7 separate regions of the Mus musculus genome follow, and all the other regions are linked to region 1. A link is a contact called in public Hi-C, HiChIP or PLAC-seq and promoter capture Hi-C data. All regions are on one chromosome and are shown on one strand. The core of a region is the stretch at or near the end of the contact, and the rest is flanking DNA. Distances in the headings are between cores, read along the strand shown. Region 1 holds the start of Ptger4 (prostaglandin E receptor 4 (subtype EP4)). Region 2 has its middle 110 kb from the start of Gm41259. Region 3 has its middle 150 kb from the start of Gm41259. Region 4 has its middle 170 kb from the start of Gm41259. Region 5 has its middle 170 kb from the start of Gm41258. Region 6 has its middle 130 kb from the start of Gm41258. Region 7 has its middle 89 kb from the start of Gm41258.

Region 1 (4,104 bases), core at 935-3,434:
CCTCAGAACTTTTGCTTTCGGGGAAAGAACCTCAGGGGACCTGGGGGCGGGGAATCACCTCCTGAGTCTCTTTAAGGTCAGGACTTAGAAGGAAAACCTGGGTTTGCTCAGAGAAGCCTTGAAGTGGTCCCAGCTCAGAACTGGAGAAAACTCTGCCCACCTCCCCCCCCCCCAAAGGAATCAGGGAAAAGGAGGGGAGCGTGGAGGCGGATGGATGCAGGAGAGAGGCCCAGTGGGTCTCAGGCCCCAAACACTTACCACGAGCGGAATGGAGCAGATGAGCACCACCAGAGAGGTGGCGATGAGTAAGATGACCATCTGGATCTCCGCACCCGCGATGCGCCGGAAACTCCTGCGGCGGCGAAAGTCGCTGAGGCGCTGCAGGGCTGGGGAGGCCCCAGCGTGGCCCCGACAGGCCACCGAAGCTACCGCGGCGGCGGCAGCCGCATGGTGCTGCTCCGTGCCCAACGAGGTGCGGCGCATGAACTGGCGGTGCATGCGGAGCAGCGCGCCGCACACCAGCACGTTGCAGAGCACGGTGGCAAGGATGAGGAAGGAGCTGAAGCCGGCGTACATGTAAGAGAAGGCGGCGTAGGCCGTTACGTTGGTGGTCCAGTCGATGAAGCACCAGGTGCCCGGGTACTGCCGCTCGGATCTGCCCAGGCCCATGTTGGGCAGCGCGCAGAACAGCACGTTAGATGCATAGATGGCGAAGAGTGTGAGGCCGGCCAGCCGCTTGTCCACGTAGTGGCTGTAGAAGTAGGCGTGGTTGATGGCCAGGTAGCGCTCGATGCTCATGGCACAGATGATGCTGAGACCCGACAGACCGAAGAAAAGTAGGATGAAGGTGCTATAGTCACACAGTGCCTGGTCTCCGGGCCACTGGCCCTTCATGTATGTGGCGATGGTCACCGGGCTTACCAACAAGGTGCCCAGAAGGTCAGTGACAGCCAGCCCACATACTAGAGTGTAAAAGGTCGTCTCTTTCTGCTCCTTGCGCGACTTGCACAATACTACGATGGCCACCAGGTTGCCCACCACCCCGAAGATGAACATCACTGCGGGAATGGTCACCGGGCTGTTCAGCCTCTCCGGAGTGGAGGAGAAGGACGCGTTGACTCCGGGGATGGACATGATGGTGGTGGTTAGTAACACACAGCGTTGGAGCTCACGGTTCGATCTAGGAATGGTACCTAGAGAGAAAGAGAAACGAGCCATTTACCACTTGCAAGGTGTTCGACCCATGGCCAAAATGCTGTGTCGCAGAGATAAGGAGAGCACCCAGATCCAACTTCCTCATCGGTAGCTACTCATTAACTGTGACTACTTAAATTCCCAAGGTCTGGATCCGTTCTGTCAAGAGCACCGCTCTGCTGACATTAATATATTTATTTCCCGCCTATCCCCACCCCCACCGCTCCATAATCAGCTCATTCCCTCGCCGAGATGAGCAAGACCCTTCTCAAGGGAAAAGTGACTCCCTAGTGATATTCCCCACAGAATGGATAAAATGCTCATCGAAAGAAGTTATGGACATTTTGGGACACTATGGGACATTCTGTTCTTTGGTTTCCCGGAAGAGCGCCTGAACACGCAAAGACCTCCATCCCGACTTACCTGTAGGGTGGGGTTAGGAGCCCGGTGTGCCCAAGGCTCAGGCCTCAGATGTTCAGGACCTACCTCCAACCTCAGCCATCAGTCTCTTCCCACGCAGTGCGGAACTTGTCAAGCTTTTGCTGTCTCGGAACCGGGGCTCGGTGGCTGCCAACTTTCCGGAACTGAGGTCAGAGTATCTTGCTTTCAAAAAAGCTTGGAAAGCCAGAGAGGCTAGCGGGATGGGTCGGTGAAGACCAGTCTGGGGTTTCTTGTTTGATTTACTAACGCCTCCTCCTTTCAAAGGCGAGTCTCAGCTTTGCAGGGCCCGCGCAGGTCTAGTGCGGGAGGTCAGCGTCCAGGTGTGTCGCCGCCACGCGTGCAGGTGGAACAGAGCGTAGGTCCGGGCTCCCTCCTCCCCAGCAGCGGGCTGAACGGACAGCTACCGGAGAAGGCGGCTGCCGCTGAGGCCGCTCCTTGGGCTCTGGGGGCGGCACGGGGTCCACTGGGCCTGGGGCTCTGACCTGAGGCCGTTCATCTTCCTCTCCCGCTGCCGGGTTTCGAGCTTCGCTCTCGGCGTCTCCAGCCTCTGAACAAACTTTTCTCCTCCCGCAAGTTTCCCCGGAGGGGGCGGAGACAGTCATAGCGCGGCCCGGGCTTCCATTGGCTGATCTGGAAAGGGGGCGGGGCGAGACCTCCTCTAGCACCGCCTAGGAGCCCGGTGATGGAGGGCGGGGCGGAGAGCTGCGGAGGTCTGGAGGGACCTGCGGGGGTGCCACCCGGCTGCGGGTGCAGCTTCAGTGCCTTCCCTCCCTCGAAGGTACCGAAACCCCCCAGATCGAGTCCCCAGGAAACGCCAGCTCGAGCTTCGCCACTCCCAAGCTGGGCATTTAGCGGGAATGATGCTGGGACCTGTGTCTGGTCTACATTGCTCTGCGGGTTAGAGTGGTTAAATTCTCGCATCTTCCACCCACAGATCAAACATGTGGGTCTTGAGATGTCGGGACAATTGCTTTAGGGCTCTACCCGGGAGCCACAGAGCGGAGAGGAAAAGTGGGTGTGTGGTTGTCCGTGGGTGTGTACGCCCGAGAGCTCCGGGTGGGACTTGGCAGAGGCACGGTGAGTAGGTACCAGGCTTGGGCGGGGAGGCGACTAAGAATCCATCCTCTCACCATAAAAGGAGTTACTTGGCAGTGCCCTAGCTGCGCTCAATAGGGCACCAAAGCGGAGGCGGGGAGGAAGGCGAGCAACACGGAACTGCAACTTCTCACTTAGATGGCAGAGTTTAGGGCTTTCTTTGGAGACCTGTGGCCCACAGGCACACCTGAGATTTAGTTGAGGGGGACTGTTTAACTGTAGAGAGAGAGCATTCTTCCTCAGGAAGGCTGAAACAAGTGCTTTCCTGTTCAGTTTCTGCTAGCCATCTTCACCTGCGGGATGAGAGGGGTTTGAAATTCAAGCAAATTAACGAATTTCCAGGCGTTGCCTCTTTGTTAACTCGGAAAAGGTCTATTTGCCTTTCCCTATTCTTTGGTTTATAGTTTGTTCGGCTTCTTCTTTGATGAGGAACAATCATTTCTTAATTATCAACTATTCTCCTAAAAAACAGAATTTAAGATCGGAAAACACCAGGGGGCAATTAAAACCCTGTCACCAGATCCTTTAAAAACTACACAATGAGACTGTAGTATGGTTTTCTGAACAATTCAACTTCTTACAAAAACCTCACTCCATGCTTAGCATCTAACCGGGTAACTAGGTGGCTTGAATCTTGTGTGAAACAAGTAGGTATGCCTCTACTGTTATTTATGGGGGCTGGAGAGATGGCTCGGCAGTTAAGAGCACTGACTGCTCTTCCAGAGGTCCTGAGTTCAATTCTCAGCAACCACATGGTGGCTCACAACCATCTGTAATAAGATCTGATGCCCTCTTCTGGTGTGTCTGAAGATAGCTACAGTGTACTCACATAAATAAATCTTTTTTTTTTTTAAATCTGCCAAGAATTTATGATTCTTCAGCAAGCCTCAGAAACAAACGAGTAGTGAGAGAACCAAGATTTTACGATTTCAACTAACTTCAGCCTAGAGAAGTACTCAGAATTGTGTTTACTTGTATAAGGGAACATGTGGGTATCAAAATACATTTCGTGTGCAAGCCTTTTCATCAGGAACATCAGAAGGGAAAGCATTCTTAGCTGATAAAAAAAAAAGTCAGTGGTGATGTTCAGTTTTTGAGTCTGCTGTCACCATTGATGTCGTTTTGGTGTCTGCATGTCCTTTGGAGAGTAATCTCTAGAATGGTGTCAGCACAGAACACAAATCAACACCAGAAAAATAAGGACGGAAACTACCTTGCACCCCCATTCCTCACCGGCCACACTGTATGATTGGTACTCATGTTAGCTGGTTGTCAGAAAAACATGAGACGACATTCCTCATAGCCTGCTAACAAACTCCTTCCCAGTTTCTTTCCTCTTTAAGTTCCTGAAATGCAAAAAATTAATACTGGTGT
Region 2 (4,104 bases), core at 510-3,009, 690 kb after region 1:
CTTCCGTGTCTGCTTGCTGCATTTGCTGGCAGTCCTGGTCATTTGTTCTCCAGCACCACACAGCATGCTCTGCTCACACCTACATATCTAGTTTATCCACTCCTCCTTACCCATGAAACTGAAAGCCTCAATTCAGGAAGAAATAGAGAAGATAAAAAGAACAGGACGAAGAGCAGAAACCCTTTATGTATATATTCATTCATTCATTCATTCATTCATTCTAGCTCATAGAATTCTTATTTTCCCTATTCCAATGTGTCTTTTGTGACCAAAAAAATCACTTCAAGCTTATTTTGGAATACTGTATCTGAGGGACTCTTTGCTTTCTCAGTGTTCAATGTGAGCCTTTCTTGTGCATGTTCTTCATGGGTAGCATATGATGCTCAACACTTTAGGTGATCATAAGCATCTATTCTGACTTGTGAACTCTTATTTAGAAATCAAACTCCAGAGGAGGCGATAATACACATCATGATTTTGCAGTTTTATTTTCTCATGATACTTTATGTTCATGATACTTTACATGCAAAAATACTTGAAAAGTAAAAAAGTTACTCAAAGAACCAGCAAATATGATTTTTAGTTAACAAATTACTTAAATTCTTTTTGAATGACTTAATGATCTTCCCTCTGGCATTATCTTCTTTCATTCTTTAACAGCAAAGTGCTCAGATTTAATTAGAAATTTAAGTAAATTTGTATATTTAGCACAAAAAGTCATTTCCTGAGACAGACACTATTCATATCAATGCTTCTGTCACTATCCTTATTTATGACATAATTATAGTGAAGTAAACCTCCATGAAACAACAACGGGTCATCCTACTTACGTTGATGATGTTTAAGGGAGAATTTGGTGTTCTTCTCTAAGAACATGTTCTAATTAATCCAATATTTATTTGTGTAAGCAAACACAGACACTACTGGAGAGCTTTCCATTGTCCAGATAAGCAGAATCCTAGTAAGATAAGCTAAACAAACAAGCTTGTCAGTGAGCCCCGCCTCTCCAGGGCTAGAGGATTGCTCTGCATAGCCTCTGGCTTCTGTGACTTCATGAATCCAACAGCCATGTTGTATCTAGAAAATGGAGATTCCCAGCTTTCCAACTACCCTTACTTCGCTCTTAACTTCTCTCTACCATGCTTCTGTGGTTCTTCTTATAATTAATAGACTCACTGGGCTCTTCAGTTGACTATTCCTTTGTATAAATTTTGGAACATTTAAAAATTGTTACATAGGTGCATCTTCAACCCTAGAGAGACTTGAGGCTCCAGGGAGTGGGGAGGTCTGGTGGGATAGAGGTAGAGGACTGGAACATCCTCTTGGAGATGGAGGGGGTAGGAGGAGATATAGGATGGGTAGCGGTTGGGGGGCAGACCTGGATAGGGATGAAACCTGGACTGTAAAAAAGTATTAAAGAATAAAAAAGTAAATTAAAAAAATGGTTACATGTAGCCGCCTGCGGCCTCACTAACTGGGTTCCTGAGTGGGAGGCCGAAGCTGTATGGAAGGAAACGACGAGAGAAATAATGAAGGCCAAGACATGTTTCTGTTTAAGACCCCAAAGTTTACTAAGAGTCTGTGCTTATAAAGGGGGGAGGCCAATCCATTCTTGGTGCCTGTTGCCGGCCTGTAGGCAGATCTGCCAGATGCAGTCTCTGGAATATCTCCAGGGCCTCTCAGCAGGTAGCAGTGTCTTGGAGAAGAGCAGCCCGCAGGTGAAAGAACAATAGAGCCATCTAAGTCAGAAGGGTCCACCCCAGGCGGTCTCATTCTCAGAGGATGTGAGGTCTGAATCAACCTGCTTCAAGGCTGGGGGAAGCTACAGTTACATAGAAAAGAGCCAATTTCCAAGTATATCATTTTTGAGATTAATCTATCTATATCCTAAATTCTTTACATCTTTCTTTTAGGTATCTTAAAATCAACTTGCATTGGCATGAATGGTATGATTTTTTTTTAATTTTTTAATGTTTCACAAGTATTTTGTCATACTATCATAAAATTTAAAAAAAATCTTTGCATTAAAGAACATTTGAAATACACAAACACACACACACACTCACTCACACACTCACATATGTACAGTGAATTCTATGTGTCCATTAAACAAGTCAACATAAGGAATATCTCATTCTGTGCCAACTCTCACTTCTCTACATTCCAATTGTTTTATCACTTCATCTTAATGCTGTCAACATTGGAACATTTTTCAGGTTCATGATAGACAGATTCCACTTATGTAAAGACTTCGGCTATATGAGAGCATTTCCCGCATGTTCTGTACTGGAACTTCCCACACTGTTTTGTTGCAACATGTAGAGAGAATCCAGTCAGGGCTCCCATTGGAACGTTGGTATACTTCCTTCATTTAACCTTCTGTCTGCTGAGTTCTCAGCAAGATCCTACAATGCAGGGGCCACAGCAGGAAGAGGAAACCCAATGGCATATTTAGTGCAATGAAAGAGTAAAACTGCATTTGAAACCAAACATTACATAACAGCTCAGCATGCTCCAAATTAGCATCTCAGCGTTTAGGAAGCTCACCTTTGCCCAGGTGGGCATTTATCAAGTTGATTTATGCTTTCTCCCTAAGGGATGGAGCTAATGAGAAATGACTGCCCTCCAAATACTGCCTCAAAGGCCCCCTTCAATTCTCTTAGCAATACACTGGGAAACAAAACTACTAGAAAATAGTAAGAAAAAGAGTCAGGGACTATTTATGAGATAAATGAATGTCTTAGAGCAACTTGTAAGCAAGGGCAGTTGCTTCTGTGACCATAGGCAAACAAGTCAACAATTCCATTCAAAAATCAATTTCTTCAAGGTTTGTAGGAATGCTGATTCAGGACCCCTGGGCCTAATCTAACTTTAAGACTTTAAATCTTATGTGTAAATTTCCATGATCTAGGAAAACACAATTTATTTTGAACCAGCTGTGTGCTCCATACATTAGGGATTTTTGTTTTGTTTTGTTTTGTTTTGCATAAAACACCTTTATTCAATAATTCACATTGTACTTAATTCTCACTCTGCCTGCCGGCTACTTAGTTTGGAAGTTTACAGACTCCATTCCTCTTATTCACTACACTATTTGGCTTCTCTGGTTTCTATTAAGGAATAGAATTTATTTTTAATTCATGGGAGGCCTACTTTGTGGTAAACAAGTTACATTTATTATACCAAATTTCTTCTTACCATTGTAGGAGGCAGGAAGGACTACTTTTTGTAACCAATGTATTAACTGAGATTAGATGCTCAAAAGACTACTGTCATGGCCATCCAGGCAGACCACTCCCGAGAGAACTCAATGCATTCTTGAATATTTTCAGAAGAGGTGAGATAGATATTTTTCTTTAATAACACTCCAGTCTTTAGGCCACTGTTTTAGTTATCTAATTGACCTGAGGGATAATTCTATCATTCAACTAAAGCACACAAAACTGATTTTATTTACAGGCACACGAAATTGAATATATGAGAGCCTTTAATTGGCTGTGTAGCACAATATGAAAGGGTGTTTTCCTGATCTCCAGTTTACTTCAATGATGTGGTATCACTACTGGCTCAGGGGAGCATCTTCCTGTAAATTCTGTTGGTTAATCACTTCTATTATTGTAAATGACTTGAAACAGAGGCAGCTTCACAACCTTTTAAGAGAAGGACACAATTTCAGAGATTAGCATTCTCGGAAAACCTACTGTCAGTTAGTAAGGAAGTATGAACAGAAGGGGTGTGGAACCTATGAGTTAAGTTGTTATTCAGGGTGGCTGAGGGAAGGTAGAGCTTGCCATCTAGCTGGATGAACTGAGTTTAATCCCTGGAACCTGCACAATGGAAGGAGATGCACACATGCGAGAGCACACACACAGTAAATTAATAGGCCTGAAGACATTTACATGCAAGTAGCATTATACAGACTGATCAGGTAGGTGGCATTTATATATTATAATAAATACTGTATATTATAAACACACATATATGTATCTATAATACATGTATTAATACACAATTAATAAAAAAGAGCCATGGATTTGAAAGAGAACATGTAGCAATTTGCCAAATTGTTTAAAGAGATGGGAGGAAAGATAGAAATTATATAAT
Region 3 (4,104 bases), core at 938-3,437, 650 kb after region 1:
TGGATTCAGACCTTGGACATCACAATTTCCTGATTGGCAATCAGAGAATCACAGAACAACCTCCCCAACAAGTACTTGGAAATGATGAACATTAACAAAGGTTAATCCATTTCAAAAGCTTTCAATGAGAACCATGAATGTAAAATTATATCATTATGTAACAGATAGAGGCTTTATTGATGTGATTAAAAAAAATAAACCCATGACCAAAAGCAACTTGGGGCAGAAAGAGTTTATTTCATCTTCCAACTTGTAATTCAGGGAAGTCAGGGCAATAGGCTGAAGGCAGGGCATGATGTGGAGGCAATTGAAGAGGCCTGCTGAATTACTTGCTCCTGGTAGCTGGTTTAACCTGCCTTCATATATCATTGAGGACTACCAGCACAGGGGAGGCATAACTCCTAGTAAACTGGTATTTCACATATCAATTATTAATCAAGAATGTGCTTGTCCACAAGCCAATCTGACGAGGGCATTTTCTCAGTCCAGGATTCCTCTTGTCAGATGAATATAGTTTGTATCAGTTGATATAAAACTAGCCAGTACATATGTCATAATGAAAAATGTGCTTTTTCTTTATAAACCATGGAGATCCTTAAAACTCTGGAGCACAGACAACTTGAGATCTCAACAGAAAGCAGAGAATTGCTTATCACAGTTCCTTTGCATATTTCTATGTACAACCCATGCCATATCCGGGAAACATGATCTAGAGCTTGCTGTGCAAACTTCCTGATCTTAAGAGAGGGTTATTTTGAAACACATAAACACCTGAGAACTATGTACCTGCTAATCATTATATTAAATATAAATCTCTTTTGAATGGAGCCCACAATCTATTATTACTGAGATTAGTTGTCTAATAGCTTACACAAATGACATAGATAATTGAAAACTTGGCAATCAAAAACCAGAAGAGTGTCAATTATATTTTTTCTAAATTATTTTACTGATGAGGGATGATCATGGAAGCAGAAGTTGATATAATTATTTATGTCCTTGTTTTCTTTAACATGTATTTAGGACTGATAAAGATGATAAAGTCTGTAACTTTATAATTAATTCTACATCTTTTCTTTATATTAGATTTGATGATTCTATTATCCTGCTTACTGTAGAACTCTGACATATATACCCAGCATAGAGAGCATAGCCATAGGAATATATCCATGTTCTTACAATGGTGTGGTATATTGAAACATCCAACACAGCAGAAGATACAATCTTCTACTTACTGTATCTTTTGATACTATTTCTCGGAACAAAGCAATTGCCTGTTTTTTAATATGTGTTATAATACATAAAAATACAGTGTCTAATTTTATACATATCTGTGTGTATTGGATACTTTAGTTGGCAAAACTAATTTTCAAGAAAACACACTTAACTTCGTCTGTTAAAATGTGATAATTGCTGGGAGCTGCGACAGGTGCATCCATTCAGTTCAAGTTTCACTTACATCACAGTGATTACACTATTGGCTCGTATTGGCGCCCTGTACTAAGTTCTAAAGTAACACTATCTGAGCTATTCACTGCCAAGACTGATAAGTGTTCTTCCACTTTGCCACAGACCCTTTTTCGTCCCTGTCTGCGTAGAACGGGTCTCTGGTTGCAGGTGGACAAGGAGACAGTGAATGACAGACAGAATCAACATGAGAGATTGTGTAGAATCTGAGTGTATTGTCACAAAGTGAACACCAGTCTTATATAATACAGAAAACAAAGGGGTAGGAAGTCACAGCAGGCAAAGTACATTGAAGTTACCTGACACAAAACAAAGGAATGACTTCAAAAGGACTTACAGGAACCAGGTAATATTTACAGTAAAGATAAAACAGCCCTGCCTAGGGTCAGCTAATGACAGGTAAGGATTTCTCACCCTAGTCACAATTTGTGCTACTCCTTTGAGCCTTGTGAAAGCTAGTACCAGGGGGTTCTGTTCTAGCAGACCTTCTCATGAATAATGCAATATCACAACCCCCCTATTTCCTAGGCCCTGGTAAATTCTTGCATATGAAGGTAACTTGGCTGTTCTTTTAAGTATCTGTGACAAATCTCCATTTGTCAGAAGAATTCACCAACTTGCTTCTAACATGCAATCTAGCCTGCTATACCTGGCTGTAGAGAAGATCCCTGTCTCAATGGGATTCCCTCTTTCATGGTAAACCCACCTATTAGCTAGGCCATTGTATATTCCCTTATTTGGGAATAAATGGCTACTGTCCTAAGTAATCACTCTGCAGACCAGCCCTGAGCTATTCTAGCTCCGTTCTTTGTAATGCGTAATTAGTTTCACTGTCTCTTCTAGAAGTAAATTTGAATGTTAATGAACAGATAACCTTCTTACTGAATTCCAAGTTTGTTGGCTTCAAGGATTTTCTAGGATGTTGGAACACTGACGAAGGCTTAGCTATGTCAGAATTCAATCTTTAAAGGCACTTATAATAAAATAATACTAAAAGAGAGCACATGGATCCATACAGCAGACTAACTTGAGGATAGGGTATGAGTATATGGTTATGAGAATGCCTGGCTCCAGGAGGTTGAGTTTCTTTGAAACTCCCTGCCTTGTGAGTGCTTTCAGGCCTCTCGGCCTGCCAAGCAGACTTCACTGGAGTGTGCATAGCACCACTTAACTTGTCACCGCTTCATTTCAAAGACCTGGTTTGAACTTGTAAGGTTAAAATGTTTTAAGTAAAAGTAAAAGAGTAATTAAGATGAAACAATAATCCAATAGACACTTAACTGGAATCATTTGTTCAAGCCAGGTACATGTTTGAGCAGAAAATGAGACAAAACCCTGGACATTAATGGAATTAACACTGAAATGTGTCTCATTCTTGCTGAGTGAAGTATTTATTCACAGTTGACTGAAGAAAAACTGAGGAATAACTCAATTAAAAGGCTTATTTATATAATGAGAGCAATAATAAACAATTGTAAAACATACATGATAAAATTGAAATGATAGTCTCCTAAATCTTAAATCTTAGCATCAAAAATCAATCTTAAAATCAAAGCATAACTGTATTGCTCTAATTAAGGGATTTATCTCAAGTGCTGTTCATTTCTCCTTTTATTTTAAAGAGGAAGAAAAATAAGATCTAAAGTTAAAAGAAAATCAACAGCTTTCTTAAGACTGATAAGTCAGTTTTCTCAAAGCAGGAGAAAACATTGATCTGTAATTCACAGTTTACAGCTGCACCTAAATTAACATTTTCTTTGGGGGGGTTATTAGATATTTTCTTCATTTACATTTCAAATGTTATCCCAAAAGTCCCCTATATCCTTCCCCCACCCTGCTCCCCTACCCACCCACTCCCACTTCTTGGCCCTGGCTTTCCCCTGTACTGGGGCATATAAAGTTTGCTAGACCCAGGGGTCTCTCTTTCCAATGATGGCCGACTAGGCCATCTTCTGCTACATATGCAGCTAGAGACACGAGCTCTGGGGGTACTGGTTAGTTCATATTGTTGCTCCACCTATAGGGTTGCAGACCCCTTCAGCTCTTGGGTAATTTCTCTAGCTCCTCCATTGGGGGCCCTGTGGTTCATCCAATAGATGACTGTGAGCATCCACTTCTGTATTTGCCAGGCACTGGCAGAGCCTCACAGGAGACAGCTATATCAGGGTCCTTTCAGCAAAATCTTGCTGGCGTATGCAATAGTGTCTGTGTTTGGTGGCTGATTATGGGATGGACTCCCGGGTGGGGCAGTCTCTGGATGGCCCATCCTTTTGTCTTAGCTCCAAACTTCTAATTTTACTCCTGTGTCTGGTATATAAATTTGTCTTGGAAAGCAAGCTCTGTGATCAAGTAGATGTGAATAATCTTGTAGGGGTTTTGTTGTTATTGTTTAGGGTCATAATACAGGTTTCCATATTCAAAACGAGGGAAGGGTTTTTATTCCTTTGGTGACAAATCGCATCTAGTTTCACTTTAAGAAACAGACACATGCCTTTCTTTACTTCTTTCTGGTTTTGGGATGAGTGGATATTAACTGCATCTACTATACTTATCAGAGCACAGCTTTCAAATGACACCCTGCTGTAGACAATGAAGTAGGCGTATGATAGGTGGTATAAAGCATATTACCAATAGACT
Region 4 (4,104 bases), core at 706-3,205, 630 kb after region 1:
AGAATTTGTGTTTGTTTATAAAATAAGTGAATAGTAACATTTTTACAGTGGATAAATTTTACTTTCTTGCCATGATTTCATGATTTCAGTTAGTTGTCCCTGTGAAGCAACAAGTGTAGTGAATGCTAAGGGGCATAGGCAATTTTAGTTGCAAACATAAACATACTAATTCCCAAAGCTCTATCAAAGAGATATTGGATAAAATATGAGAAATGCTACTGGAAAGTTTGAATACAATCTTTCAGAGGTTTTCTCTCTATTTATTTTGATTAACTAAAGAAGAGTCTCCCTCAACTTTCATTGCCACTAAATCTATAGCAAGTAAAATAATATCTAACTTACAAAAGGGACCATTTGTTACCTGTTGAATATGTGAAGCTGGCCTATGTAGAATGAACCCAAACATATTAACATTACTAAAAGGAGCTTCTGTATATGAAGGAAAGCACATCTTCACTTACCTTAAATATATTACTGTGCATCAGTGATTTTCCCGATGAACGTGGGAGGAAGAGGTCTTCCTGTGGCTCCGTTTGTGTATTTAGTTATAAACTGGGGGCTCCCTTGTGTTCCCTAAGGGCCTAGAATTGCCCACAATGCTCAGGAGACATGTTTATTTACTAAAACACCAGGCTCGTGTATATGATTGAAGATTCCATTAGACCTGCTCTCCCACCCATATATCATGCCCTCAAGGGAAAAACATTGTAGCTGAAACAGAACCAATGTCTAGGAGGGATATTAATGATTGTGAAGGTTCTTTCCAAATCTAAAAATACTTTTTAGGCTTTGACACTGCAATAGATAGGCTCTCAGTTCGCAAGGGCACAATATAGGAGTATGAGGAGCTCATGCATATGCACAGATTTTTTTTTTTTTTTTTTTTTGCCAGTCTCTGCCAATTTCAGAATATTTGGATTATTTTTTTTCCTGTTTGGTTGGATTGCTAAGGATCGTGTTGGGTTTGTTTTCCTTGTTGTGAGTTTTTCCACAGCAAGCAGTTGAGAACGTGGAAAGAAACAGTGACAAGACAACAATGTAGACTGTTTCCATTTGTGTAACTTCTATTTCCTCCCTTTAATATTCAAGGGGATACAAAATCCCACTAGAGCTCAAGTGAGATGCCTTACATCCAGAGCTCTGTGATACACTGTAGCAAGATCGGTTGTACTCATGAGACCTCACTCACTGCCTATACATAAATTTGAAACAAAGCCTAACTCAAAATTTCAGGGGACCTGCAGGAACAGATGCTCTGGCTTAGGGATCATCATTCAACTTGTTGGTATCACAGTATCACTTTGTCATCTGGATCTAAGCGCGACTCACAGATGTGTCGACACTTTGTTAATATTCCGGTGGCAGAAGAACTGACAGCGTGTGGCATCTGGTTAACGTTTAGAGAAGCTTGGAGCGATACTTCTCATTAAGTGGAGATGACTTGGCTTGCCGCGGGGCTGGCAGGCATTTTAAAGCTGTGTTATTCTAGTAACAAATGCCAGATGCCAGGCTGGATGTATAAACACGAGCCAGGTTCAACGTGAAAATATTAATGTGTACACTGGGAACTGTCTGCTACCAATTCAGCTACCAATTCAGCTTTCCAAAGTTTCACATTTGCAGCTTAAGGAACGAATTCCTGAGGCTCTGGTGAGTGAGGTTTGGGGGAGGGTGTAGTTTTGAGAGGGTGATTTGCCTGGCATTGATCTGTTCTCATGCAGAAGGGGCTGGAGTATAATAAGATAGCACTCCAGTTGTTCAGTACCCACATCAAGACCAAGCTGCACACATATGAACAGGGAACTAGGTCTAGCCTGTAGTTGGTGGTTCAGTCTCTGAGAGACTCAACGATCTAGATTAGTTGACTCTGTTGGTCTTCCTGTGGAGTTCCTAGCCCCTTCAGCTCAAATTCCTTCCTCTTATTCTTCCAAAAGAGTCTTCAAGCTCCACCCACTTGTTTGGCTGTGGGGATCTTCATCTGTCTGAGTCAGCTGCTGGTTAGAGCTTCTCAAAGGACAGCCTGTGCTAGACTCCTGTCTGCTAGCATAACAAAGTATCATTAACAGTGTCAGAGACTGGTGCTTGCCCATGGGCTGGGTCTCAAGTTGGACTGATTATTGGTTGGCCATTTCCTTAGTCTCAACTCTGTCCTGAATCCTTGCATTTCTTGGGTGCTAACCCAAAAGCTGTTGCCTGTGTACGGAATATGCTCTACTAGCTGGGCTGCCTTGTCTGACCTCAGTGAGAAAGGAAGCGTCTAGCCTCACAGAGACTTGAAGTGACAAGGGGAGGAGGAATACCCAGGAGGCCCCACCCGCTCGGAAGAGAAAGGGAGGGAGGAAGAATTGTAAGGGGGTAAGCAGGAGGCCAGTGAGAGGGATGAAAAGTGAATAAATAAAAATATTTTTTAATTTATAACTATTTTTAAAAATACAATAGCACTCATTTATCCCTAAAGAGAGGAGGGGGTGGGGACATGGGTGGGAAGTAGGTGCCGAGGGGCCCTAGTGAGACTTTAACTCCTGCTTCTTTCAATGGCAAGGAATAGTGTAATGGAATGTGCAAGATCCTCTGGAGACTGCTCATTTCCTGATTACTCTAATAATGACTGATCTCCATGTTTCTAGGCATACGTGTTATCATATACAAAATAAGTACAGTGTTCTTGCTACATATGGAACTGAACAATTAATGATTACACTTCTGGAGAAAAATTTAACACTTATGATTTTTGTCTTAATATTCTCTCTAAAGATTACTTGATTGTATTGTCCATGAATATCAGCTTGCTTTCCATGACATATGTTTTGAAATACTGTTTACATAACTTCCTTTTGTTTTTGAATTGTTGCAAAATGGAGCTGGACTTGACTATAGTTATTTGTAATTCTAGCACAGAGAGTTCAAAGTTCAAAGTCACTAGTTGAAAGTCAACCTGGACAGTATACTGATGTGGAAGCCATCCTGGGCTATGAAGTGAAATTGAAGCCAACCTAGGCTACAGAGTAAGAATCTGTCCCCAAATTTAAATAACTAGATCATTAGAAATAAATAGATGCTAAAAGAACATAGCATGCATTTGTTAATTTTGAGCATGCCTGTTTTGAATATATGAAAATAGATTAATAGGACTTAAGATGAAATTTTACTCCACAAAAAGAAATTATAGATTTATAAATATTATCCCCTAATTTGCAAGAGTTTAGGCAGAATATAGCATATGAAGATAAACTAAGGTTAAATCCTGGTTTCACACTCTGTGATTTGGTGACTTGAGGAAATGATTATTAAATATTTGGTACATGGTATGTCTGGTTCCAAATTCATAAAATGAGGATTATGTCTTAATGATGAAAATAATTAATGAATATAAAATATTTACTAAAGCCCAGGGTTTATGGCAAGTGAATTACGAGTTTCAATTGTTAGCACGAGACCTTGAGGCATGATGAGAAACAGGAAATCCTGGAAGGCCACTGTTATCCAAAACCAAACGGTCGGCCCTGAAAACATATGCAAGTAACATTGCACAAACGGGACTTCCACACCTAGGGAGATCTGATCTCTATATCTGCAGCCCCGCTTTCCATACATAGAAGACTCGTTTAATCTAAACCCCAAATGTGTAACAGTCCACTTGGGGAGAAAACTGCTGGATTTCTCTTTCTAAGTCAGCTCAGAGGACAAAACCTGTCTGGCTGACATGGAGTGCTCGGGGACAAGTTCCTGAGCGTGCCACAGGCAGTGCACAGGAGAGGCACCAAATGGCTTGCAAAGGGATTCACTAGGGTTTGTTGCTGTCTGTATGTTTCTCTTTCCTTTCCCAGAAGCCCAGGACAGAGGAGCAGATGTTATTTAGACATTCTGATGTAGAGGAATCAACTACTTGGTTTGCTATGCCGCAGGAACAGATGCAAAGAATGGGCTGACTGTGTAAAGATATAGAGTGTTCTGTTGGATAAGCTGTCCTGGCTGTTAAATGTCTAGACAAAGATTTGAAAACATACACATATGAATAACACTATATACATTAGCCAGGTTGCATCAATGCATTCCTAAATATAGAAAATGGTATAATTATAATCTCAAAAAATAAAAAATAAA
Region 5 (4,104 bases), core at 1,201-3,700, 600 kb after region 1:
AATAGTTTTGCTGCAGATGTTTGTTACCTGAAGTTATTACAATTTTTCTAACACACTTCACTTTCAAAATAATCTGAGAACCTTGGACTAAGGGAATGTGATGTATATACCCCATTTAGAGTAAACACAACACTACACACTCTTATTTATCTCTGCACATTGACCAGTTGTGGGTCTCGGTGTTAATTGTTGTCTATTGCAAAATGAAGCTTTTTTGATGATTGAATGACTAATCTATGGGTAACAACATTCAGAATCAATTTAATTCTGCCCATTTAGCAGAATTACAGGAATAGGTTCTCCACTAGAGCCTATGGCCTAGCCAGCCATAGATTTTCATCATAGTTAACAGTACCAGGCCTTACGTTCTATCTTTTGGACCAGAATTTAAATCCAATCAAAAAATGATTGTTTATTCTTATAATTTGTGTGCTACTATTGTACCAGAGGGCACGTCTTGCTAAGCTAATTATACTTCTCAGAGTTCCCAGATAGGTAATACTGTTAATATTTTTCTCTTTCGGTAGCATACATAAGACCTTTTAGCACTATGAAAGCTAGTTATTACGGATCAAGTGTCAAGACATGTGATGAATTCAGCTGTAGGGTCTTACCACCATATTCTGCAATTTTTAGGAATCAATAGGACCCCTCTGACTAACAACTCATAAAAAGACTTCAATTCTACACAAAGACCTATAGTCAATTAAGAAATACTGAGCATGATAGAAATGGTCTTCTCCAGAGAAGACCACACCAATTGGTTTTCTGGTACTAACTGGTTAGGCCCCAGAACATACGTTCAAGAAACATACACACTCAGAAGGTCTCTCTCACACACACACAAGCACATATTGTAAGAAACATACACACTGAGAAGTTCTCTCTCTCACACATATACACACACATATGTGTGTGTGTGTGTGTGTGTATACATTTGTTGTATACATTTGTTGGCCAGGGCCTTAAAACTCTAGAGAAGCTGTAGCTGTAAGGATGCTTTCTGAATTGCCAATCATGTATGTGTGTGTTTGTGTATATGTATGTATATTTGTGTGTGTTTATATGTGTATGTGTGGGTGTATATATATATATATATATATATAAAATCATTATATATAGTCATTGAATTAATTACCTTCTTTCAATCAGCTTGACATTTGAAACGCTATATTTCTCATTATTTTGAGTTTTAAATAATATATATAAAATAAATTAATAATTACACATAGGCAAACAAGAATAAATTGTTGTAGCATCTCATTTATTTCTCAAAATTATGACCAAATATAGTATGCTTTCTCAAATCTGTATGTAAATTCATCAGAAGAAAAACCACATATCTGGAAAGATTACACTTTACGTATCTTTATGAATAAGAATAATTAATCCTTTTTTTTTTCAGTTTTTCACGACAGGGTTTCTCTGTGTAGCCCTGACTGTCCTGGCACTCACTTTGTAGACCAGGCTGGCCTCGAACTCAGAAATCTGCCTGCCTCTGCCTCCTGAGTGCTGGGATTAAAGGCATGTGCCACCACGCCCGCCTTTTTTTTTTTAGAATAATTAATCCTTAGAGAGTAATTGTGGTTTCCAATTTGATATTAAAATAAGCCATCATCGTCCTGGGGGTGTGTCCATGCAGATAGCTTCATTTGGCAGTGGCAGACTTCTCTATGAAATACAAGATAGAAAAAATGATATAGTAACAAAAATACCAAAAACAAAACAAAATGGGGTTTGGAATATAAATTTCAATTTCTTTTGTATTACGTTCGTTTGCACAGTTATAAGATATAATGGGTGGCTCATGATGGAGGAATTGCTCCATTTTTATGCCCATTTGTATCATCATCAAGTTTCTTCTAAGATAAAATTCTGTGATGGGTTGGGTGCTGTTATATGTACAATTAAAACAAATTTACTATCCAGTTCGTTCATGTTTTAGACAACAGAAAAAGCAAAGAGCAAGCAAAAGTATCGTCACAGTTTCCCTGGAGTTTTAAAGTTCTCACCAAGAAGTAGCTCATAAAGCTGCTGCAAATGGGGGAAACCACAGAGCCCTCCTTTCTTTTGGTAAATGGTAAGAAGCGTCCGTCTCCAAACAATAACCCCTTTGAGTATTGTGATCTTAATTTATTAATTGGAGATGGGGACACAAACATTCAGATTAAAACAAAATGATTGTAGACTTCATAGTAATAAAATTGTAACTGAGGGTTGGCTGTCTAGAGGTAAATTACATATCTGAGGTCACCAAATAGTGAGTTAGAGCCATGTTGATTAAGTTTGCAGCAATGTGATCAGAAGTGATCTAAGTCACCAGGAAATTGCAAACAACAGAAAGTTTCTTTACAACGTACTAGAGGACAGAAACCCAAAGCAAGGATCTTATCGTGTGGTAAGGACTTTCTTCTTGTCTCATGGGAAGTGTAGTTTGTTACAGTCTCACAATGAACCAGTTTATGGTATTTTCTTGTAAATGCTGGAGGAGATGGGGAGTCCCCTCCAACATATCGAAAGAAATTTAGCAAACGATAGACTCTTTTGCTTTCTTTTTAAACTTTTCATAGCTGGTGTTTGTGTGTGTATGTGTTTGTGTGTCTGTATGCGTCTTTGTGTCTGAGCATATGTAGGTGTAGGTGTGTCTGTGTGTCTTTGTTTAGGGATAGATCCACACATGCCAGAGCACATATGTGGATGCTAGAGGACAAATTTCCTTAAGGGGGCTTATTTTCTTCTTCCACTGTGGTCCTATGGATCTAAGTAAAGTCAGTGAATTTGTACAATAGGTCCTTTACTTGCTGAGACATTTCTTTTGCGTTTATTTTTTTAAGTTTTTATCTATTTTATGTATGTAAGAATCTTGTCACATCAAAGAGGACATGGGACTCCATTACAGATGGTTGTGAACCACCATGTGGTTCCTAGGAATTGAACTCAGGACCTCTGGCAGAGCAGTCTTAACATTAACTATCTCTCCAGTCCCACTTTTTCTTTTATGAAGTTGGAATTTTTATATTGCTTCTAACTTTTAATGCATAATTTGTTATCATTATATAGAGAGTCATTGTATTAATTGCCTTCTTTCTATCAGTTTGGCATTGGAAAAATTATATTTTTATTGCTCTTTTAAAGAAAGAGAGAAATAGTTTAAGATATAGAAAATACACTTTTATCTAGATGCACTTTTAACAGATAATGGCATAATTTATGCATCTAGTAAATGTAGGCTATTGTAATACTCATCACTGTGGTTTCCGATGGACACTCCGTGCTTGATAAGTATCATCATTACTGTTGGAGTGGATCTGACAGATCTGCAATATGAATGAGACCCAGTGAAGCAGCTCTTGTCTTCCCTCATCTGAACCTCTTTGTTCCTTACGCCATTTCATGAATTTTAAACACATCTATGGTGTGAAATATCAATTTGATCAGCATGAAACTTCTTTTGTCCTACATCCTTTGTCCTTAGAATCTACTTTCTTATTGTGTTAATCCTTCCTAAGCAATCTCTTGGCAGTGGTATGTAGCACAATCAATATATGCCATCTGATTCTTGGCCAAGTGTTCATTCAGTTGAACCTGCTTGCAACAAAAGTGAACTCTTTACAAGATCCAACCATTTGCCATAGTGATTTCCTGGCTACCTTGTTAAGCTGTCAGTCAGAGACTGCAAAGCAGGCTTATGCTGTTGTCACATATACCCAAATCCTACCAACCTCAATTGTGGCCCAAGTGGGATCTGTGTCTTGGCTTTTCCTTAATGATCTTGGCAGAGTTCATCCAGTCTGCCTCAGACACTGCTTTCCTCAGTAAGCAGAAGGGAACACTAGGTTGATTATAACCTTTCCTGACTGATGTGTACCTTGCAATCACTGGTGTGAGGAAATTATCTAGTGCTTTTGCTTTCTGAGTTTAGTATGAAAATTCAAAGTAGCTCTTCTATCAACAGGTCTACTGAAATTCAACTGTCTAATACAAAAACCACCAGCAACACATAACTGTTGACTTCCATAAATAGCTTAAGATAACTGAAATTTGAAGTATTTATATAGTTTCAGAGACTTGTTTTGTGTGGTAATATTTTATTCTTAAATTGTA
Region 6 (4,104 bases), core at 415-2,914, 560 kb after region 1:
GGTTCTCCTTAAAGTACTTGTTAAATATTTCTAATTAATTCATAGGACAAGAGAAGGTTTTTTAAATTCCAACAGAGAGAAGTCACAGTGATACAGCTCTCAAAGTGAAAAAGAAAATGGCAACAAACAAAATTTCTTCTCCATCCATAAAAGATAAGAAAAGGAAGTCATTTTCTGTAATATATAAATGTTTCTGTTTTTCTTTTCTCAGCTAGCCATGATGGATATCTTACTTTGTCGAGTTAAGTGAAAATCTGCAAAACTAAAATTGGAATGGATGAGACACGCAGCTTTAGTTGAGACTGTGAATGGAATACTTTGTCCTTGAATTTGACTTTTGCACACTGCTGAAATTCGATGATGCTGCCTCTTCTTTTCTGACCTACTTCTTAAGGACATCTTCCCATAAAGATAATTTTATTTGGGGTAGGACTAGCTTGTGTACTTTTACCCAGCTTCCTGCCTGCAGAATACAATGTTTTGGATTCTGTTCCAGAGATTCTAAGATTGTCTATAATTTTCAAAATCTCTACTGTTTCACTAAGAGGCAAGAGCTACTAACAAAATCAGCTCCAAATCCCTCATCCTCTACATTCTTTAGAAATTTCTTTTGTTTTCTTCCTCTCTATATTGCTAAATTCAATTTGTGTGTCTAATGTAGATCTTCATGATGTCCTCTCTAGAGTTCTGTGAGATAAGGAAGAATTATAAGAAGTCTTTATTTGCTGATACATGTAAGGTTTCAACCACAGTGTTATAATAGTTGAGCCTAGGATTTACAAATCCTTTCATCACTATGTCAAAATGTATTGCAGTAGTAATTGTTACCATCATGAACTCAATGATATTGCTTGTGTATTTTATAGTTTCCTGGGGATTTCCAATAGATTACTACAGTTTTCATTTCTTACAGCAACAGAGATATTCCATAGTTCTGGAGAATTCATGTCTGGCATGAAGGTGTTGGGAATTCTAGGGTCAGGTTCATTCTTGTCTCTACTAGCTTCTGGAAGATACCCATCATATATTGGCCTGTGACCACATCAATATTCCTCATCTGTATTCATCATCATATTTTCTTCTCAATGCCTTTCATTTTCCTACTACACTTGTAAGAAAACTGCTACTGGAATCTAAGGCCTCATCAATACAAGATACATTCCCTGCTTTAGGATGTTTAGTTGATTTCTTTAAGGGCTTTATTTTGTTTCCTTTTTAAAGGCCTCTACCTGTATTTTTTTTTGTATTTGTTTAAGCGATTTATTCATTGTCTCTTTAAAGGCCTCTATCACCTTTATAAGGTTGGATTTAAGGTCATTTTCTTATGCTTTGGCTGTGTCAGGATATCCAGGGCTTGTTTTAATAGGATAGCTGAGCTCTGAAGGTGTCATAATGCCTTGGCTTTTGTTGATTGTGTTCTTATGCTGACCTTTAGCCATCTGGTTGTCCCTGGATGTTACTGGTGTAGCAGTTATTGGGAGGGGTACTTCAACTTGATGATCCTGGTGTGGCAGGCCTCAGATGGGTAACTTTGGGCTGGAAAATAGAACTCATAGGGACATGCAAGTCTCCAAGCAGTTGGTTATGCCCCTGGGGACATGGCAGAAAGGAGGTTGGGGAGTGGAGAGGCAGACTGAGAGGTGACCATACAGTGGAGGTCTGGACAGACAGCAGGCACAGTGGGAAGGAAAATGGGTGCAGGAAGGGAATCTAAACTATATGGTTCCGGATCAGTAGGTCTGATGAAGGTGGACAGAGAGGTGGCTGGATAATGAAGGTCCAGAGGGGACAGGAGGCTGCTTAGGGTAGGTTTAGTTGAATTACAATTTTGCTATATGAGGTAAGATTAACTCTTTTGCTGTATCATGTTTACAAGTTAAGGGTTTTTTTTTTAAACTTCTATTGAGTTTGCTCTTTTGACAATTGTGTATATATATATATATATGTGTGTGTGTGTGTGTGTGTGTGTGTGTGTGTGTGTGTGTGTGTGTGTGTGTGTGTGTGAAATATATTCTTGTTATGTTCCAGTCTCCTTCCCACTTCTCTGACCTTTCCTCTTTCCAACAGGCCTTATTTTAGCATTTATGTCTTGTTGTTTTTGAGGTCCACTGAGTTAACCAGGAACTTCTGTGTGAAATGGAACTCTCTGCTAGAGGTTGGTAGCCTCAGCAGTGAACTCATAACTGAATTCCTCTCCTCAAAAGCCATCAGTAGCCAGTAGTTAATAGATAACAGGCAGTGCCCCATAAGTTTTTACTGTATCCATGACTGATTATGCTAGCCCTAGTCTTGTGTAGATCCATTGCATATGGCTACAGATGATAAGAGGTCACGGTAGCATTGGTTATGTCTTTCCCAGAATTCAACACTTTACAGCGCTCTCTTCAATTTCTGAGTCTCACATTCTTTCTGTCCCCTCTTCTTGACCACACTTGAACTTTACAGAGATTGTATAAATGCCCTCGTGATTGTTGAGTACTCAAAAGTCACTTACTCTGAACACCTTGAGCATCTATACATCTCTGTACTTGCTGCCATTTGATCCAAAACAAGGCTTCTCTGGTAAAAGACAAGAGTAGCCTTTGTCTATGGATATGAACATGAATATTAGGAGGCAGCCTGTTGGCATGATAATTCAGCTAAACATCACTATTACTTTTTCTCCTATGGCATCTAACCTCCTCACCCATGGACTTTTGACTGGATTTATAGTATGAAGTCATATTGTTTTATAGGAGGTATGAATTCATTCTTGTGGAATGAGCTTCAAATCTAATTAGATTGTTGCCACTATAAGAGTCTATACATGAATTTTATCATGTAGCAATGTAGGATTTTTATCAAAGGCACTTTTGTTATATATTGACATAGAAAAGAGCATCATTTCATCTGATTTCAAAGTATTATTATAGTTGAATAGCCAAGGCACAGCTTCTATTCTAATTTACCCCATACAGTAACTCTTGGGTTGATATTGTTTGTTGCAATTTTAAGGAGAAGAGACTCAGAAGAAGATATCAGGTTAAGATTACATAAGTAGATGCAGAACTGGGGGGTTTGAACTACAACATACTGACAGTATGAGTTGCTACTCAGTTGATGGTGTGCCTGCCTAGCATATCTGAAGCCCTGGGGTTGATGTGCAGAAATCCATAAAATCAACTGTGGGGGGACATGACTGTAATCATAGAACTTGGAAAATAGAAGCTGAAAGATAAGAAGTTCAAGGCTAGTCTTTGCTGCACAAGTTCTAATTCATACTGTGATGCAAAGCTTTAAATCAATAAAAGTTTGAGACCCTGTCTCAAATAAACAAACAATCAATCCAGTAGCCTTATTTCAAAGCTCATGCTATTGAGCACATAAAACACTGAATATATTACATTGTCCATAAACATTTATAATGTGTAGATGTATTTGTTATGTTTCTTTCTAGCCACCAAAAAATCCAACATAATAATTAGCATTTATTAGATTTTTGTTGAGGTGTAGTTTTCTATCTCAGAAACCAATAAATGGCAAGAACAAAAGATGATAGACTTGGCTTGAGAGTTGATCAACACATTTTCAAAATGGATCCGTACATAAGACAAGGAAATTTATAATTAGCGTCACTTACAGCTTGCTTGTGTGTTATCCGTCTTTAATCTATGTACTGTGGCTTTACTCAGAACCAGGCTGTACCTATTTTCTGAGGACACATGGTTGCAGCTCATAGACTCCCTATGGATTTCAGCCCTGTGCCAGCTTGCTGATTAAAACTATCATTTTCATGGTAGTGTAATTTTAAATGCAACATCACACCTTATTTAATATCTTTCCTCGGCTGGCATTAGCCAAAATTGTCATATGCAGGGTTCTAATATTTTATGGTATTCATAATTAAAATGTCAAAGAAATAGTAGTTCCATAGTTGGGTTTTTTTTTAAATTGGGGAATATAAGGGACCACTTTTCCTGCATTAAACAATTTATTTTGACTATAATGGAAAAGAGTAAATAATTGGGACATTGCTTTGTCACTCATGTCATGTTTTCAAATCTCTGCCTCTTTCAAAGAGCATTCCATGGCTTATTAATAATGTCAAAAAGAAGCAGGCAGCTG
Region 7 (4,104 bases), core at 1,079-3,578, 520 kb after region 1:
ATGGTATGTGAGTCTATTTGTTCTTACAATTAATTGCAAACTAACCATCAATGTGACTCCAGACTCCTTCTAACTGACAGGTCTAAGGAACAAGCTTTGATCCTCCCCCCATGTTTGGCTAAGAATATTTAAGTCTCTAGCCTATTTCAGAATTTGAAAAAGTTTATTTTTAAAGATCAAATAGTAAATATTTTATGATGAGTCATTCACCTGCTCATGGCAGCTACAATGACAGCTGTCTAGATGACAGAACACATAGCTTAGCTTTGCACCAGTCCTCTACGGTACTGGGCTCTTAGTGCAAAGGTGTTTAGAATCTGTGTGTAATTCCACTGTCACACTAACTTGAGTTATAAATTAGGAACATAGAAATATGACCAGATCATATCAGAAATTATGAAAAAATTAGGCCATGCTTATAACTCAGCCAATGGTAGCACATTGTTGTAAAGTAACCTGGACTATACAAGAGGAAACATCACATGACTAATATTGTGAATATTTTAAAAAATATCAACACCATAAATTCTTTTAATGCAAACAAATAGTAATATATTGCAATATAATATAACTTAATGCTGCATTCTAAGTAAAATATCCACTAGGGCTTCTTTACTTTTTCCTATGCTTGCCATATTTTAAGTAAAGACGTAAAGTAGTTTTTATTTTTAAAAAATATGTTTTCAGTCTGTGCTAAGCATGCTAGTTTTAAAGGTTATAATCTCCCCCTTCTCTCCTGTTTCTCTCTGTCTCTCTCTGTCTCTGTCTTTCTGTCTGTCTCTGTCTTTCTGTCTGTCTCTGTCTTTCTGTCTGTCTCTGTCTGTCTCTGTCTTTCTGTCTGTCTCTCTCTGTTTCTCTCTGTCTCTGTCTGTCTCTCTCTGTCCCTCTGTCTCTCTGTCTCTGCCCTTCTGTTTCTGTCCCTCTGTCTCTCTCTATCTCTGTCTCTCTCTGTCTCTCTCTGTCTGTCTCTGTCTTTCTGTCTGTCTCTCTGTTTCTCTCTGTCTCTCTGTCTCTCTATATATATCTCTGTCTCTGTCTTTCTGTCTGTCTCTGTCTTTCTGTCTGTCTCTCTGTTTCTCTGTCTCTCTCTCTCTCTCTCTCTGTCTCTGTCTCTGTCTCTCTCTCTCTCTCTCTCTCTCTCTCTCTCTCTCTCTCTCTCTCTGTGTGTGTGTGTGTGTGTGTGTGTGTGTGTGTGTGTGTGTGTGTGTGTGTGTGTGTTTGCATGCACTATTTTACTTCTCAAACTCTGAGCATCACTGGGGTGGGTTCTTCAATACAGATAGAATGCTTTGGAAGAAAGAATAAGAGTTGATAATCTTTTGTCTCAAGCATCTTTATTTTAGCAGAAGCTGTCTGCTGCATGCCAGATAATGTCTAATACACATATTTCACCTGACATTTCATTAGACTCTTTAGCAAAATATTAAATAATGTTTATTGAATAATTACTAAATGGATTGTCTTGATCTGGAGGGAGGCTTGATTGCCATAATAGTTTTTTTAATAGATTTAACTATCTAGTCTTCTGTTGGATTTCAGGATGCAGTAGTGATCTTTTTTTTTTGGCATATGTGATAAAAGTATATTTAGAAAGGTATAATAAAATTTCAGAGTGACACAAAATTATTCACTAGTTGAATGTCAGTATATTGTAGACACTATAAAGTAATAATTACTAAGTATATCCTGAGTGTAGTTTAGGTTCAAAATCTAAGTCTAGAAAAGATAAAATGTTTTTCTTTTTATTTCACAGTATCTGTCCATCTTCCTTTGACATTCTATTTTTTGTTGAAAGATTCTTTTCTATCCTGAGTGTTATTAGTAGAGGGGAGGCCCCCATACTCTTTGTGTGAACTGTTGCTTTCAGATCTCACTGTGTCTGTGTTGAAGATACTGTTTGCAAATGTGCTATTTGATAGTATGTGCATTTCTGAAAATATGAGGCTCTGTGTCTCAGACTACGTGGTAGGTTAGTGTGCATCCTGCTAAACTGTCACCGTCTATTGGTTTCTTTTTGCACAGGTGTGATGGATTTGCTCTCAAAGGTTCAATGTTGATGTCTGTGAGCCTTTCCTGTACTGTTTCCACTGGAACAATAAAAATGAGCACTCACAACTCTACAAGAACAGGAGTGCCTAACTCCATAAAACACAAGAACATGCCCGTCTCTGTCTTTCCAGACTACATTCTTCTTTTTACGAAAATAAAAAAAACATACAACCTTTAATAACCATTAAAAGCAAAGAATTTTGGTTAACTATAGGTTACAATTGACAGCAGTTTGTGGTAGAGATTTTTACATTCTCATTGGTAGTTTCGCTTTATGCATTTGTGGCTGTGGGTTCCACACCAAAGATGTTCCATAACACACAGGAACAAGACTTTGTACAGATACTGCTGAAATCTTAACATTTGCCATGCCGAGTTGCTTAAAGTATTCAGATATTAATTCCCCTTATCAAGATATTTACCCAGGATTACCACCAATAAACACCACTAGAGGTTGTGAAGCTGGGTGGGCAAGATCATTTCTTTAGGGAACATTGCTTTCACCATGTTTTATGAGAAAAATATTTGCAACAAAATTGTTGAAACCCATGACCTCTGTTGACAGGAAGTAGAAAGAAATCATATTCATAAGTCACTGAAGTTGATGTAGTTTCCCCATGTGAATTTATAGAGTGTTTCATTCTTCCTACATTAAACACTGAATTGTTTTTGTAAAATTCACTTGAAATATTTTGAAAATACCATAAAATGACATTTTAGGAAATTATGTTAAAATTCATACTAATAACAAAAAATAATTCTCATTTGTACACAATTAATTAATTAATTATAAACTAAATTTGTAGGTTTACTTCTTATAAGTTATAATTGATTATATCTATACTCATACTCAGATGGATATTGTATTCATCATTCGATGAATGGTTCCTAATTATGTATATTGATTACATATAAAATATATAAATAAAATATAAAATATGATAATATATAATTACACAAAATTCATTGAGGTCATATAATAACTATTTGGCGGTTCCTCAGAAAATTGGACATAGTACTACTGGAGGTTCCCGCAATACCTCTCCTGGGCTTATATCCAGAAGATGTCCCAACCGGTAAGAAGGACACATGCTCCACTATGTTCATAGCAGCCTTATTTATAATAGCCAGAAGCTGAAAAGAACCCAGATGCCCCTCAACAGAGGAATGGATACAAAAAATGTGGTACATTTACACAATGGAGTACTACTCAGCTATTAAAAAGAATGAATTTATGAAATTCCTAGGCAAATGGATGGACCTGGAGGGCATCATCCTGAGTGAGGTAACACAATCACAAAAGAACTCAAATGATATGTACTCACTGATAAGTGGATATTAGCCCAGAAACTTAGTATACCCGAGATATAAGATACAATTTGCAAAACACATGAAACTGAAGAAGAATGAAGACTAAAGTGTGGACACTTTGCCCTTTCTTAGAATTGGAAACAATCACCCATGGAAGGAGTTACAGAGACAAAGCTTGGAGCTGAGACAAAAGGATGGACCATCTAGAGACTGCCATATCCAGAGATCCATCCCATAATTAGCCTCCAAATGATGACACCATTGCATACACTAGCAAGCATTGGCTGAAAGGACCCTGATATAGCTGTCTCTTGTGAGACTAGGCCGGGCCTAGCAAACACATAAGTAGATGCTCACAGTCAGCTATTGGATAGAGCACAGGACCCCCAATGGAGGAGCTAGAGAAAGTATCCAAGGAGCTAAAGAGATCTGCAACCCTGTAGGTGCAACAACATTATGAACTAACCAGCTCTTGACTCTAGCTGCATATGTATCAAAAGATGGCCTAGTCGGCCATCACTGGAAAGAGAGGCCCATTGGACACACAAACTTTATATGCCCCAGTACAGGGGAATGCCAGGGCCAAAAAATGGGAATGGGTGGTAGGGAAGTGGGGGGGAGGGTATGGGGGACTTTTGGGATAGATTCTAAATGTAATTGAGGAAAATATGTAACAATAAAAACTATTTAAAAAAAAAGAAAAAAAAAAAGAAAAAACAACTCATATATTCAACTGTTATGGGG

What was found. Promoter capture Hi-C pulls out the DNA fragments that hold promoters and counts their contacts. A called contact is a pair of places that touch in the nucleus more often than the background predicts. HiChIP or PLAC-seq counts read pairs in DNA pulled down with a chosen protein or histone mark.
Region 2: an H3K4me3 HiChIP or PLAC-seq map of embryonic stem cells shows a contact between it and region 1, with 9 read pairs. The contact joins the enhancer-like site here to the promoter of Ptger4 in region 1. A contact is called at or near these places in 13 of 39 promoter capture datasets (the C10 cell line, cranial neural crest, embryonic stem cells and 8 more), 1 of 15 datasets of contacts at CTCF or cohesin (the NIH/3T3 cell line), 17 of 484 Hi-C or Micro-C datasets (the 3T3-L1 cell line, the AML12 cell line, CD8 T cells and 13 more), 28 of 115 datasets of contacts at active chromatin or transcription factors (the 230-238 cell line, CD8 T cells, the NIH/3T3 cell line and 20 more) and 2 of 9 other capture datasets (macrophages and pancreatic islet).
Region 3: a promoter capture Hi-C map of embryonic stem cells shows a contact between it and region 1, with 6 times the contacts expected there. The contact joins the enhancer-like site here to the promoter of Ptger4 in region 1. A contact is called at or near these places in 16 of 39 promoter capture datasets (the 3T3-L1 cell line, 3T3-L1-derived adipocytes, the C10 cell line and 10 more), 1 of 15 datasets of contacts at CTCF or cohesin (the NIH/3T3 cell line), 18 of 484 Hi-C or Micro-C datasets (CD8 T cells, the MNK3 cell line, the NIH/3T3 cell line and 12 more), 30 of 115 datasets of contacts at active chromatin or transcription factors (the 230-238 cell line, CD8 T cells, the SCID.adh cell line and 16 more) and 4 of 9 other capture datasets (embryonic stem cells, liver, macrophages and 1 more).
Region 4: a Hi-C map of the N1E-115 cell line shows a contact between it and region 1, with 6 times the contacts expected there. The contact joins the enhancer-like site here to the promoter of Ptger4 in region 1. A contact is called at or near these places in 16 of 39 promoter capture datasets (the 3T3-L1 cell line, 3T3-L1-derived adipocytes, the C10 cell line and 10 more), 1 of 15 datasets of contacts at CTCF or cohesin (the NIH/3T3 cell line), 3 of 484 Hi-C or Micro-C datasets (the N1E-115 cell line, bone marrow-derived macrophages and uterus), 18 of 115 datasets of contacts at active chromatin or transcription factors (the 230-238 cell line, the SCID.adh cell line, astrocytes and 13 more) and 4 of 9 other capture datasets (adipose tissue, liver, macrophages and 1 more).
Region 5: an H3K27ac HiChIP or PLAC-seq map of thymic regulatory T cells shows a contact between it and region 1, with 11 times the contacts expected there. The contact joins the enhancer-like site here to the promoter of Ptger4 in region 1. A contact is called at or near these places in 9 of 39 promoter capture datasets (the 3T3-L1 cell line, the C10 cell line, embryonic stem cells and 5 more), 2 of 15 datasets of contacts at CTCF or cohesin (the NIH/3T3 cell line and large pre-B cells), 2 of 484 Hi-C or Micro-C datasets (bone marrow-derived macrophages and group 2 innate lymphoid cells), 16 of 115 datasets of contacts at active chromatin or transcription factors (the 230-238 cell line, the NIH/3T3 cell line, the SCID.adh cell line and 11 more) and 2 of 9 other capture datasets (adipose tissue and macrophages).
Region 6: a contact with region 1 is called in an H3K4me3 HiChIP or PLAC-seq map of the SCID.adh cell line, with 19 read pairs. The contact joins the enhancer-like site here to the promoter of Ptger4 in region 1. A contact is called at or near these places in 17 of 39 promoter capture datasets (the 3T3-L1 cell line, the C10 cell line, the HPC-7 cell line and 9 more), 2 of 15 datasets of contacts at CTCF or cohesin (large pre-B cells and pro-B cells), 7 of 484 Hi-C or Micro-C datasets (the NIH/3T3 cell line, bone marrow-derived macrophages, muscle stem cells and 3 more), 24 of 115 datasets of contacts at active chromatin or transcription factors (the 230-238 cell line, CD8 T cells, the NIH/3T3 cell line and 15 more) and 5 of 9 other capture datasets (adipose tissue, embryonic stem cells, liver and 2 more).
Region 7: an H3K27ac HiChIP or PLAC-seq map of regulatory T cells shows a contact between it and region 1, with 12 times the contacts expected there. The contact joins the enhancer-like site here to the promoter of Ptger4 in region 1. A contact is called at or near these places in 14 of 39 promoter capture datasets (the 3T3-L1 cell line, HPC-7-derived erythroid cells, cranial neural crest and 8 more), 2 of 15 datasets of contacts at CTCF or cohesin (the NIH/3T3 cell line and large pre-B cells), 2 of 484 Hi-C or Micro-C datasets (bone marrow-derived macrophages and uterus), 19 of 115 datasets of contacts at active chromatin or transcription factors (the 230-238 cell line, CD8 T cells, the NIH/3T3 cell line and 14 more) and 2 of 9 other capture datasets (adipose tissue and macrophages).

What each region holds. Positions count from the first base shown.
Region 1 is chr15:5,242,003-5,246,106 of GRCm38.p6, forward strand. Ptger4 (prostaglandin E receptor 4 (subtype EP4)) reads right to left here and starts at 2,185. Exons shown (of 3, transcript NM_008965.2): 1 at 1,681-2,185; 2 at 259-1,193. The coding sequence starts at 1,696.
Region 2 is chr15:5,932,047-5,936,150 of GRCm38.p6, forward strand. No RefSeq gene overlaps it. Among named protein-coding and RNA genes, the nearest start is that of Gm41259, 110 kb to the right of the region's middle. Within about 2 kb of position 1,760, at least 9 of the 459 cell types and tissues checked have an H3K27ac peak or open chromatin away from gene starts, as enhancers often do. A contact at or near this core is called in embryonic stem cells and stem cell-derived epiblast-like cells, where this site is marked.
Region 3 is chr15:5,893,709-5,897,812 of GRCm38.p6, forward strand. No RefSeq gene overlaps it. Among named protein-coding and RNA genes, the nearest start is that of Gm41259, 150 kb to the right of the region's middle. Within about 2 kb of position 2,188, at least 8 of the 459 cell types and tissues checked have an H3K27ac peak or open chromatin away from gene starts, as enhancers often do. A contact at or near this core is called in embryonic stem cells, where this site is marked.
Region 4 is chr15:5,868,051-5,872,154 of GRCm38.p6, forward strand. No RefSeq gene overlaps it. Among named protein-coding and RNA genes, the nearest start is that of Gm41259, 170 kb to the right of the region's middle. Within about 2 kb of position 1,956, at least 16 of the 459 cell types and tissues checked have an H3K27ac peak or open chromatin away from gene starts, as enhancers often do. A contact at or near this core is called in the N1E-115 cell line, adipose tissue and second pharyngeal arch cranial neural crest, where this site is marked.
Region 5 is chr15:5,844,296-5,848,399 of GRCm38.p6, forward strand. No RefSeq gene overlaps it. Among named protein-coding and RNA genes, the nearest start is that of Gm41258, 170 kb to the left of the region's middle. Within about 2 kb of position 2,451, at least 2 of the 459 cell types and tissues checked have an H3K27ac peak or open chromatin away from gene starts, as enhancers often do. A contact at or near this core is called in regulatory T cells and thymic regulatory T cells, where this site is marked.
Region 6 is chr15:5,797,842-5,801,945 of GRCm38.p6, forward strand. No RefSeq gene overlaps it. Among named protein-coding and RNA genes, the nearest start is that of Gm41258, 130 kb to the left of the region's middle. Within about 2 kb of position 1,665, at least 2 of the 459 cell types and tissues checked have an H3K27ac peak or open chromatin away from gene starts, as enhancers often do. A contact at or near this core is called in the SCID.adh cell line, where this site is marked.
Region 7 is chr15:5,760,388-5,764,491 of GRCm38.p6, forward strand. No RefSeq gene overlaps it. Among named protein-coding and RNA genes, the nearest start is that of Gm41258, 89 kb to the left of the region's middle. Within about 2 kb of position 2,329, at least 11 of the 459 cell types and tissues checked have an H3K27ac peak or open chromatin away from gene starts, as enhancers often do. A contact at or near this core is called in CD8 T cells, the SCID.adh cell line, effector CD8 T cells and 2 more, where this site is marked.